2 separate regions of the Mus musculus genome follow, and region 2 is linked to region 1. A link is a contact called in public Hi-C data. All regions are on one chromosome and are shown on one strand. The core of a region is the stretch at or near the end of the contact, and the rest is flanking DNA. Distances in the headings are between cores, read along the strand shown. Region 1 has its middle 35 kb from the start of Kcnj2. Region 2 has its middle 10 kb from the start of Gm30158.

Region 1 (5,489 bases), core at 1,528-4,027:
ACCCGGCCTTTTAATTTTTTTTGAAGTATTATAATGTAACGCACTGTTATAGCTTGTTTTTCCTTGCTATTATAAACAACATGACTAAAAGCTTCTTAAAAAACAAAGGAGGAAAGACAGACTGGATAAGTCTATCACCAAAGCAATCAAGTCTAGAACTTAGTGTTAAAACTGAATCAGAGGCCATGGAAGAATGCTGCTTGCTGGTTTACTCCCTATGGCTTGCTCAGCTTGCTTTCTTCCACCACTCAGGACCACCACTAATCGTCATCAATCAAGAAAATGAACCAACCAGTACCCCGGAGCTCTTGACTCTAGCTGCATATGTATCAAAAGATGGCCTAGTCGGCCATCACTGGAAAGAGAGGCCCATTGGACACGCAAACTGTATATGCCCCAGTACAGGGGAACGCCAGGGCCAAAAAAAAAAAATGGGAATGAGTGGGTAGGGAAGTGGGGGGGAAGGGTATGGGGGACTTTTGGGATAGCATTGGAAATGTAATTGAGGAAAATATGTAATAAAAAATTTAAAAAAAAGAAAATGCTCCATAGTCTACAGTCAAGCAATACTTCATTTAAGGTTCCCTCCCTCATCACAAATAACCCTAGCTGTGGCTAGTTGTCAGAAACCTAACCAGCATACCCCATCAATATAATCAGCCTTTGAAAAATGCAAATTTTGATTTTTTTATGGAACTATAAACCAAGTAGAACAAGGTCTTCTAATATTTGACTTTTTATAAAACCCAATATACGTATATACAGCTAATATCTTCTTTGGGAGAACGTATGACTTTTCTGGACATTTGTCATTAGAGATTAGAATTTCCAAAGAACAAGAAAAAGAAAATTGAAACTGTACCTTCCATTCAAATACTACTGTCGTCAGAATGCAAGGATAACATCCCTGAGAAGAACAGAATCTTCTAAAGACAAGAGGAAAGGGACAGATTGCTGCAATTAAAAGAAGTGCTGATGTGCTGGTCCATGCCGAGTAAGAAGATAAAAATGTGATTGATTATTGTGCTTTAAATTGAAAATGCTTTATTCCCAGATAATAGCATTTTCTCTTCCAGGAATGCCAGTCTAATTAAGTATAAAAACTAATATGCTGGGTCTTTTCCATTTCAATAAATATTTAAGCCCAGAGTCTAAGGAGGCTCTGTTAGTCATTTGAACACAGTGTGAACATAATTAGTTTTGTAAATTATTCATGAGCTACAGTTTTAAGTATAGATGAATGAATGATAGATAGATAGATAGATAGATAGATAGATAGATAGATAGATAGATAGATAGATAGACAGACAGACAGATAGATAGATAGATAGAAATAGATGGAGAGGAGAGGGAGAGATAGGGATAGGAATGAAGAAATGGATAGAGGTAGATATAATGTTCCAAGGGGAAAAGTTGTTTGGTTTTATGGTGTGTGTTTGATCACCTGACATGTCAGAAATAAGTCATAGGAACTAAATCATCTGAGAATACTAGTCCTTTTCTGAGGGGTATGAGATGCACAAAATGGGCGTGGAAACCTTTAAAATGTGGCCAGTCCTCTCTTTTGGTACTAAGGTCTGACGAATCCTCCCCCTACACAACTCTTCATTAAATGAAACAAAAACGTAGATTGTTTCCCCCTGTAGATTACAGCAGAGCACACTGGCAAGCTTAAACTGAAAAAGGTTTTGTGGTTTTTGTTCTATTGCCCTGACTGAACTCAAAACCATGGCAATTCACCTGCCTCAAGAGTGTTGCATCTATTCGACTGGAAACCTGCAGATTGCACAACTGGATTAGAACTTTCACAATGGCCTTTTTTTTTTCTTGCGGGAACTTTAAAAAATGTTTTCGGTAAGGCTAGAACTTGCTTTTCTTGCCTCATTTTTGCACTTCCAGTATGCAACAGAACCAGGAAGTGTCATTGAATATGAAAGCGACGTAGAAGGGAAAGAAGACAATCAACAGAATGGGATTTCAGGTCACTGACGTAAACTTTTCCAGGTGACCCAGGAACTCAATCTAAACACTGACATTCTATAAGGTGTCTGATGTAATCCTACTGCTGTACATCCATTGGTCGTTTAAAAGCAATGCCCTCTATTAAAAGTAGATGCTTCTGGAAATATTTCTAGCATTTTGATATGCATAGACTTCCCTTTGAGAAGTAGATTAGCAGTATGTGCATGTGTTGGATAAGCTAATAGGATCTAAAGATATGTGTGGCTTGGGGAACCCCACCATAGACTGGAAAAGAGACAAACACTTCAATACGTGCAAATAGATGTTCTGACAAAAAGCAAAAGCTGTTTGTCCCTGTCACATTCCACCTCCTTTTCTCCAACTTATCTCTATCAACAGAAAAGTATTTGCAGTGGGGATTGACCCTTTATTCTCAAATGCTGTAAATCTTGGCTGTAAAGAATCATGTCTAGCTCTGCTACTGCTAATGAAAATTCACCCAGAATAACCAGAACTTCCTGGATCCCAAGACTCCAGAAGGTCATGGCCAAACGACTCAGAACCACATCACCTTCAAAGCAGCAATATCCCCTTCCTTCCAAAGGATCTTGAAAGTCTGTTTTCACAGAATTTGGTTTCCTTCGGGTCTTTCTGAAGTTATGAAGCACACAATGTGTCCCCACCACCACCACCACCATCACCACTACAAAAAAATAATTTAGTGTTTTTACAACATCTCCTTAAGACAGTGTCCAAAAATAGGAAGCAGCTCTACTTCAGTAAAGGACAAGGAGAAATATATATCTTTTCATGAGTTTGGCTTTCTTAAAGTGCAACTAAATGAAAGAATGTGGGGGAGGATTCCAGTATAAAGCAACGGTGGATAAAAAAGAACCACCTACGAAAGTGTTCCTTTAAAAAGCAACATGTTTCACTAGGAGGTTCACATAAACGTTACTACCTACCCCAGATGGCCTTCTCATCGTCTCATCTTCTTCATGGGAGATCCTTTAGACCCTAGCTTTTCTTGTTTGTTTCTTTTGGTTATTTTTAAATGCAAGTTACATGACTCTTAAACATCTTGTGCCATGCTAAATTCTTAATAGGGGTTGGATGGTGGGGGTGTATAACACGATTTGTCTATTTGCATGTATCGTATTTGGAACAAGGCAAGGTTCATCTCTAAGGAAGTCAACCACTAGGAAATGCATCAATCTTCCTGGGTGCTTATGCTAATATTATCAATAACATTAGAAGTGTTTATGCTACCGATATAGAAAGCATTTTATGTGCATGTGTGTATTAAATTCACGCAGTTTATAGATAAATATGCATGCAAATCTGTGAGCATATAGCAGTTGCTTTAAAATGCATGCATATGCAAATTGGCTGTAATATGTTTCTATTGGCAAGCTCCTTAGCATCCTTGGTTCCTTGGCATTGAGTATTAGAGTTACTCTCTCATCATGGCAGTACTCAAAGCTGCAAAGACATATCCCCAAAGCTTGATAAGTACTAGTCCTCTCTCATACAATGTGGTTAGAATTACATGCTGATGGGCTGATAAGCAAAATGCAGAGTCTCTTTTGCAGCCCTGTAGCCTGGATTGGTGGATGCTACAGTCTCTCTGCCCTTCTTTTCACCTTTGTGAACGTGCTCTCTAAGAATCCATTCCCCAAGTTTCCTAACTTAGATGGTTTGCTTTAGCCACGGCTTGAAATAGACCAGGATTCCGATGTCTTCACCCTTAACAACTGAATAGAAAACACACATGGGCAGTGAAAAAGAAAATAAAGACTTTCAGCTTTTGATTTTGATGTAACAACAAGTAAAAAGCAAAATAAAATAAAAATTACCCAAATATATACTATACCTTCAAATTATAAGTTAAAGATGGCCTTTACTTATACGATTCTGAGGATGAGGCTGATGATGCTGATGAAGACAATGATGATGGTGATGGTTATGATGATAATGATTGAGACACAGAGTTATATAAACCAGGCCAGCTTCAAGCTTACTGTCTATCTGAGAGTGACTTTCAAATTCTAACCCTCCTGCCTCCACCTCCTGATGACTGGGATTATAGCAATATGCCATTAGGCCAATTTATTTTTGGTTTGTGCATTCATTTAATTTTAATTTTATGCATGTGAATGTTTTACTCGTGTGTGTGTGTGTGTGTGTGTGTGTGTGTGTGTGTGTGTGAACGCCACATGTGTACAGTTCCCAGGAAGATTATTGGATTCCCTTTGAACTGGAGTTATTTAACTGTGAGCCTCCATGTGATACTGGGAACTGAACCTGAATCTTCTATAAAAGCAATAATAAATGTTCCTGACTACTGAGCTATCTCCAGCTCTTAGTCCAAGTTTTATACAGTCTTCTGTGTGACAAATCAGCATTCTATCAACTGAGTTTTATCCACAGGTTTTATTAAAGTTATTGTTTAACTTTTATTTTGGAGATTATATTTTATTATATATGCTATAAATGACACCACAATATAATTACATCACATTTGCTTTTACTTTTCCCCCTTGGAGCCCTCCCTATATCCCTTCTTGCTATCTTTCTAATTTTTTCATTGATTGTTGTTACGGACACATATGTGTATTTATACCCATATATATTCCTAAATACAACCTGATTCTTTTGTATAATATTACTTGTATGTACACTTTCAGGGCTGATCATTTGGTACTGGGACATGGATCTCTGTGCTTTTCCCTGGACAAGACTTTTTTTCCCCCATTCTCAGCATTGCATAGTTGCCTATGGTTCTTTGTAGAGGGTTGAGGTCCTGTCATCTTTCCCTATGAGCATATCTATTTTTGTTGTACTTATTCATTGCATGTTTGGGCAGCTATAAAGGCATACTTTCTTTGTCTGATGACAACAAGTTAACATTATTTAATCCTGCTCTTTTAAACATGATTTTTAAAAAGTGATTCTAAAATATTTTAGATAGACACAACGTAAATGTTAACTAACTAGGGTTTATTTAAAATGGGTTAGAGCTCTACAGTGCATCAGAAATTGTTTTAAAGCTTTATATACATTTTTCTCTATGTAATTTTTATATCAAGTCTACATAACTAATACTATCATCAACATTTTATATAAGAAAGTTGAATTACAAAAAGTAGAAAACTTTTTAACATATATTTAACATGTATTATATAACACAAACACACACATATATTATTTTAGGATATGTATATATGTGTGTGTGTATATATATATCAGTTTTAGAAAGCATATGTTAAAAGGTAATGTATTTCTAAGATACCCTCAATACATGTATATTTTTGAAACTAAAAATGTAAATATATATTCTAGCCTACACTTGCAGTATTTAAAGATAGCATATGGGTTAAAATTAAATTTACTTTAGTTATTTTTTTCATAATTGCTCAAAGAAGTGTGAAAGAGAAGTGATATGTGTTGATTATTTTAGGACTTCTCAAGAGACTCGGGCTATTGCTATAAGACTTGTGCTATTGCTATTGAGTTAAGCATAGAAC
Region 2 (4,912 bases), core at 840-3,339, 420 kb before region 1:
CATTTAGTAAAGTGATACCTGTAGTTTCTTCTCTGAGACCAATGACCTCACTAGCCATGAATAGTTAGGTTTCCACTACCAGACACAATTTCTTTCTGTTGAGCAGGCTTTAAGTCTCATTAGAAAGCTGTTGGTTACCCTCGAGAAATACATACTGCTGTTGCACCCTTAGGGTTATAGTATATTGCTGGCCATTGTAGTTTATAGGTGTTATACCTGGATAGGCAAGTTAGTTGTTTTAATCCCTTGATAGTTTGAATGGAACCATCTAGTAGCATGGAGACTAGTACTGGGGAAGAGACTTAAAAGTCAGATCCAGCTCAGGACCTCTGGGTCCTGTGTTTGAAGTACATGGAGTCTTTGGCCATAAGGACTTACCTTGCATTGCTAGGATGCAACGTAGACAATAGCTTAGGTTGTGGGATGTTCAAGTAGTGCTATTCAGACTACGGGGGTGGGGAGCACTGGATATAGCACCAAGCTAGGCCTTCGAGGTTGGGAAGGCTTCAGGAATGTACAAGAAGTAGAGGGTTGGATGGATATTCCTACAGTCTTAAAGTCCAAATTTCCATTAAAGCCAGAAGTTGTTAACTAGTGCAGGAAAAAAAAATTATGACATTCTAGAAAACACAGAGGACAAACATTCATATCCCAGATTTTCTTGGGCATTTCTTTTTTCCACATATCAGATAACCAGTAATTCTGAAATCTACCACAGAGATGGAACACAATCATACTTCAGCTTCTTTTCATTCTTTCTTTTACTTAAAAAAAAACCCTTTTAACAGAATGAAAACTCTTTTAATTTTTTTATTTTACTTCTAAATAATCAATTAGAGGAGGAAATCCAGGGATTTAGAATCATGAGTGAACTGTTCTCTCACTTTGTAAATCGGCTTTGCAAAACACAGTAGATCAGAGAATTCATGATAATTATACATGGTAACTTATTAAAACTAGAATTATAGAAAATAAATGGCACCAAGCTAACAAAAGACACTGACACGTTACAAGATGCCGCTGAGCAAAAGAAAGGAAATGTTTTGTGTGCAAGTACCTGAATGTCACTTTTGGCTCTCACAAGTATGGGTTTCAATTTTCAACTTTTGTTGGGTCCCCACAAATCATGGCTCCTGCCCCAGTATTTGTTTAATAAAATTTATTATTTGTACATGAGATGAGAGTCTCTTAGAATCCACATCCCATAAGGGAGTTCCGGTAGGATAGCAGTGGCTTATTTCAGGTGGACCAGAACACCCAAAACAAATGAAAGCACGTCTAATTGGTTTGGCCAACAGGTGGCGCCATTGTGCTGGGGGGGAAAGCATGCCCTCCCTTATGGGAAGTTGTAGGCAATATTCTGGGTGTGGAGATCTCGGGGCTCAATAGACGATCGATCAATCTCCTTTTTGTCCACTTATGTAGGAGCATTAATGCAAGACGAACGACAGCACCTCCCACAGCTCTCAATTCTGTTTATTCTGTTTCCCTTTTACATGAAAGTTTGACTTTACTGGTCTTATTTCTAACCCATGTTTTGTGAATCGTGGTTCAAATTACGGTTGCTACTAATATAATGCATTTCTTCTTTCTGTGTTAAAGAGAGACCAGAGCGTCTTTATTATCATTTCTGTTTTGGCAATGCTAGACAAGCGATGGTTGACTGAAATGTCATAGACTTTGGGGAGAAATAGAAATTATGCAAAAGCATAACGCAGTGACTTTTATTCTTTGCGGTTAGTGGTCTATTTTATTGCTTCGTCCCGAAATAAAAGCCGTCCAATTAAAAATATAATTACTTTTCTGGTAGTGTGTTTAAAACGAAAGATCTGACAGGATGGTATTTAAATATGCATCCTAGCTTTTGTAGCAGACGATGAAACCAAAGACTGCTTCTCTCTGTTCATTAAAAATTCACCCTTTTTTTCCTTCAGAGCAAGTCTGTTGACTGTTATCTTCTGCCCCGTCCCTCACCCTCCCCAGGGCAGTTTAATTTCGGGATATTGCTCTTCTTTGTATTCCTCCCACGCTGTTGTGAAGTGTTGCTATGAGGCAGAGGAGCAGCTGCTATGCCTGTCCCCAGCAGTGGCTGGATTCCAACAGTGGGCACAGGCAGTTATGTAAAGATTAGCTTTCAAGGTTTCCTGGGAAACTAGTGATACTGGTCCAGTCAGATTGGACACAGAAAACGAGAAGATTAAGTTTAACTTTGGACAAACGAACTGCGAGTGGTCAGTCCTGCGGGGGTGGGGTGGGGGGGGGGTGGGGGGGGTGCGACTCTGCAAGCTCAATCCACAGTAGTCGGCTTCACCTTTATTTTGAAAGCATATAATATATTCATATTGGAGAAACATTGAAATTATCCAGGCGACAAAGATAGTCGTGTTGAAATGAAGTTTACCGCCTTATTCACTTGCCCAGGGTCGTTACCTAAAATGATTTTGTTGATTAACAAGATACTAAACTTTCCCTCACTACGCACAAAAAAGCAAAACCGAGTAGAAGCTGCAGTTGTTTGATGAATTCAACATGCAAAACACTAAGCTAGGCAAGGTCAAAGTTCACCTCGTAATTTGCTCATTCCATTTCGCTGGAGTATCGAGTAAAGTTACACTTGGTTCTGTGTCAGATTTTGAAAAAAACAGAAAAATCCATGCAGTATGTCTCATGGAAGCCCCATAGGTTAGGAAAAGAAACGAGAGACATTGAAAGCCTGATGTGGCCCGATGATCCATCCGTGGATGTCTGAAGGCCACTGGGGGACTCTTCTTTTAATTAGCACCCTCTGTGGAAAATTCTAGAATGCCTACTCTAGTAGAACAACTATTGCTAAATGCTGGAGAAAAGTCACTTGGAGTCTCAGTTTTAAAAATGCCTGTCTAGATGATACAAACAGAAACTTCTGAATGGTTGGTTGGATTGCTATATTTTGGCCAATAACTCACAGTCCAAAATGCAATTAGTTAAGACATCAGTCCAACCTGAAAGAGCTTCAGTATAAAGAAGTAGACAGACTGGTAATAAAGAAAGGAAGATCATTCTATTGCAGAAATTCACAAATATTACAAATTAGTAATTTGCTGCGGACTGACCTCAGTCGGGCTCCCCTCAATCCGTGCTCCGGAACTCGGAGTTCCAGACAGGTGGGCAATGGAGTTGGCGAGAAATGACAAACAAATACAGACCCAGAGAGAGTGTGTATCTGAATGTAATTTGTCTCAAAGTGAGCACCAGTCTTATAAGTGACTTTTTCACAAAACAGAGGAATGCATACAAAAAGCTAACATGAACCAAGTGGGATAAAAATCAATGTTAACAACTGGGATCGAAAGCAACCCCATCTAAGGTCAGCTTAATCTTAGAAGTCAGGGACAAGGGCTTCATGCCCTTGCCATAGTTCCAATTCTAGTCTATTGTATAGTCCACCTTCCCCCTAGGGCATTGTAAATTCCTGTGTAGGAGTGTAACTCAGCTATCTATAGTTCTAAGTATCTACTCTGGTTCCTCCTTAGACCACAACCTTCCTTCTTCCTAGAATTTCCATATGTAAATTCTTGCATATGGGAGTAGCTTGGCTATTATTCTAAGTGATTGTGTGTGTGGGGGGGGGGTACTTTCTACTAATAAGTAATGTAGTCTGCCATACTTGACTGTAATGAAGATTCTAAGTATACTTTGCTAAGCTTGCCCATACTGTAAGAGAGTATGCAAGACCCTCCATACTATCTCAGGGACAAATCCGAGACATTCTAGCTATGGGCATGCCAAATTTCCAGGAGACTAAGTTTCCGTGAACTTTTCGCCATGGGACAGTGGCCAGGTTTCTGGGGCCTGTCACGCATGTCACTACTGGAGTGGATATAGCAGTTACCTATTGTCATTATTACACCTTTCATAGAAGTTGTATTTCAGAAATGAGAATTTATTTATATGTTTTCTTCTAGGGACTGACAATTGCTTCAATAAATTACCCAGGTACCCCATTTAAATATTGTAGACATTGATAAGGGGGTCTTTATATTCTATTTCAGGCAACTGTGTTCTTTCTCTTTTTTAATTGACTATTTCATTTATTTACATTTCTAAATGTTGCCCTCCATCCCAGTCCCCTCTCCTAGAGTTCTTCACCCCATTCCTCCTCCCATTTCCCTCTGAAAGGGTGCTCCTCCCGCCCCCCCCGGGGTCTTTCCTTTCCCTGGGGTATAAAGTCTCTACAGTATTAGGCACAACCTCTCCCATTGAAGCCAGACAAGGCAGTCCCCTACTACATATGTGTCAGGGTCTTGGATAAGTCCTTGTATGCTCGTTGGTTGGTGTCTTAGACTCTGGGAGCTCCTAGGGGGTCCAGGTTAGTTGAGACTATTGGTCTTCCTATGAGACTGCCATCCCCTATAGCTCCTTCAATCCTTCCCCTAACTCTTCCATAGGGGTCCCATGACCTCAGTCCAATGATTGGGGCTCTAAAGTATCTGCACCTGTCTCAGTCTGGCTGGTCAAGGTTCTTAGAGGACAACCCAGCTATGCTAGGTTCCTGTTTGCAAGCCCAACATAACATTAGTAATAAAGTCAGGGTTTGGTACCCATCCACGGAATAGATTCCATGTTTGGCCAGTCAGTAAATGGCCTTTACTTCAGTCTCTGCTCCATTTTTGCTCTCTCTGTGATTCCACTTTACATCAATCAGAATCAAAAACTCAAGTGACTGCACATGCTGGTAAGGATGTGGAGAAAGGAACACTCCTCCATTGCTGGTGGGATTGCAAACTGGTAAAACCACACTAGAAACCAGTCTGGCGGTTCCTCAGGAAATTGGAAACAGTTCTACTCAAAGACCCAAATATACAGCTCCAGGGCATACATCCAAAAGATGCTCCACTATACCACAAGGCCACATGCACCATTATGTTCATAG

The links. A called contact is a pair of places that touch in the nucleus more often than the background predicts.
Region 2: a Hi-C map of cortical neurons shows a contact between it and region 1. The contact joins two enhancer-like sites. A contact is called at or near these places in 4 of 484 Hi-C or Micro-C datasets (bone marrow-derived macrophages, cerebral cortex and cortical neurons) and 1 of 115 datasets of contacts at active chromatin or transcription factors (neural progenitor cells).

The regions. Positions count from the first base shown.
Region 1 is chr11:111,098,224-111,103,712 of GRCm38.p6, reverse strand. No RefSeq gene overlaps it. Among named protein-coding and RNA genes, the nearest start is that of Kcnj2, 35 kb to the right of the region's middle. Within about 2 kb of position 2,777, at least 11 of the 459 cell types and tissues checked have an H3K27ac peak or open chromatin away from gene starts, as enhancers often do. A contact at or near this core is called in cortical neurons, where this site is marked.
Region 2 is chr11:111,520,063-111,524,974 of GRCm38.p6, reverse strand. No RefSeq gene overlaps it. Among named protein-coding and RNA genes, the nearest start is that of Gm30158, 10 kb to the right of the region's middle. Within about 2 kb of position 2,089, at least 37 of the 459 cell types and tissues checked have an H3K27ac peak or open chromatin away from gene starts, as enhancers often do. A contact at or near this core is called in cortical neurons, where this site is marked.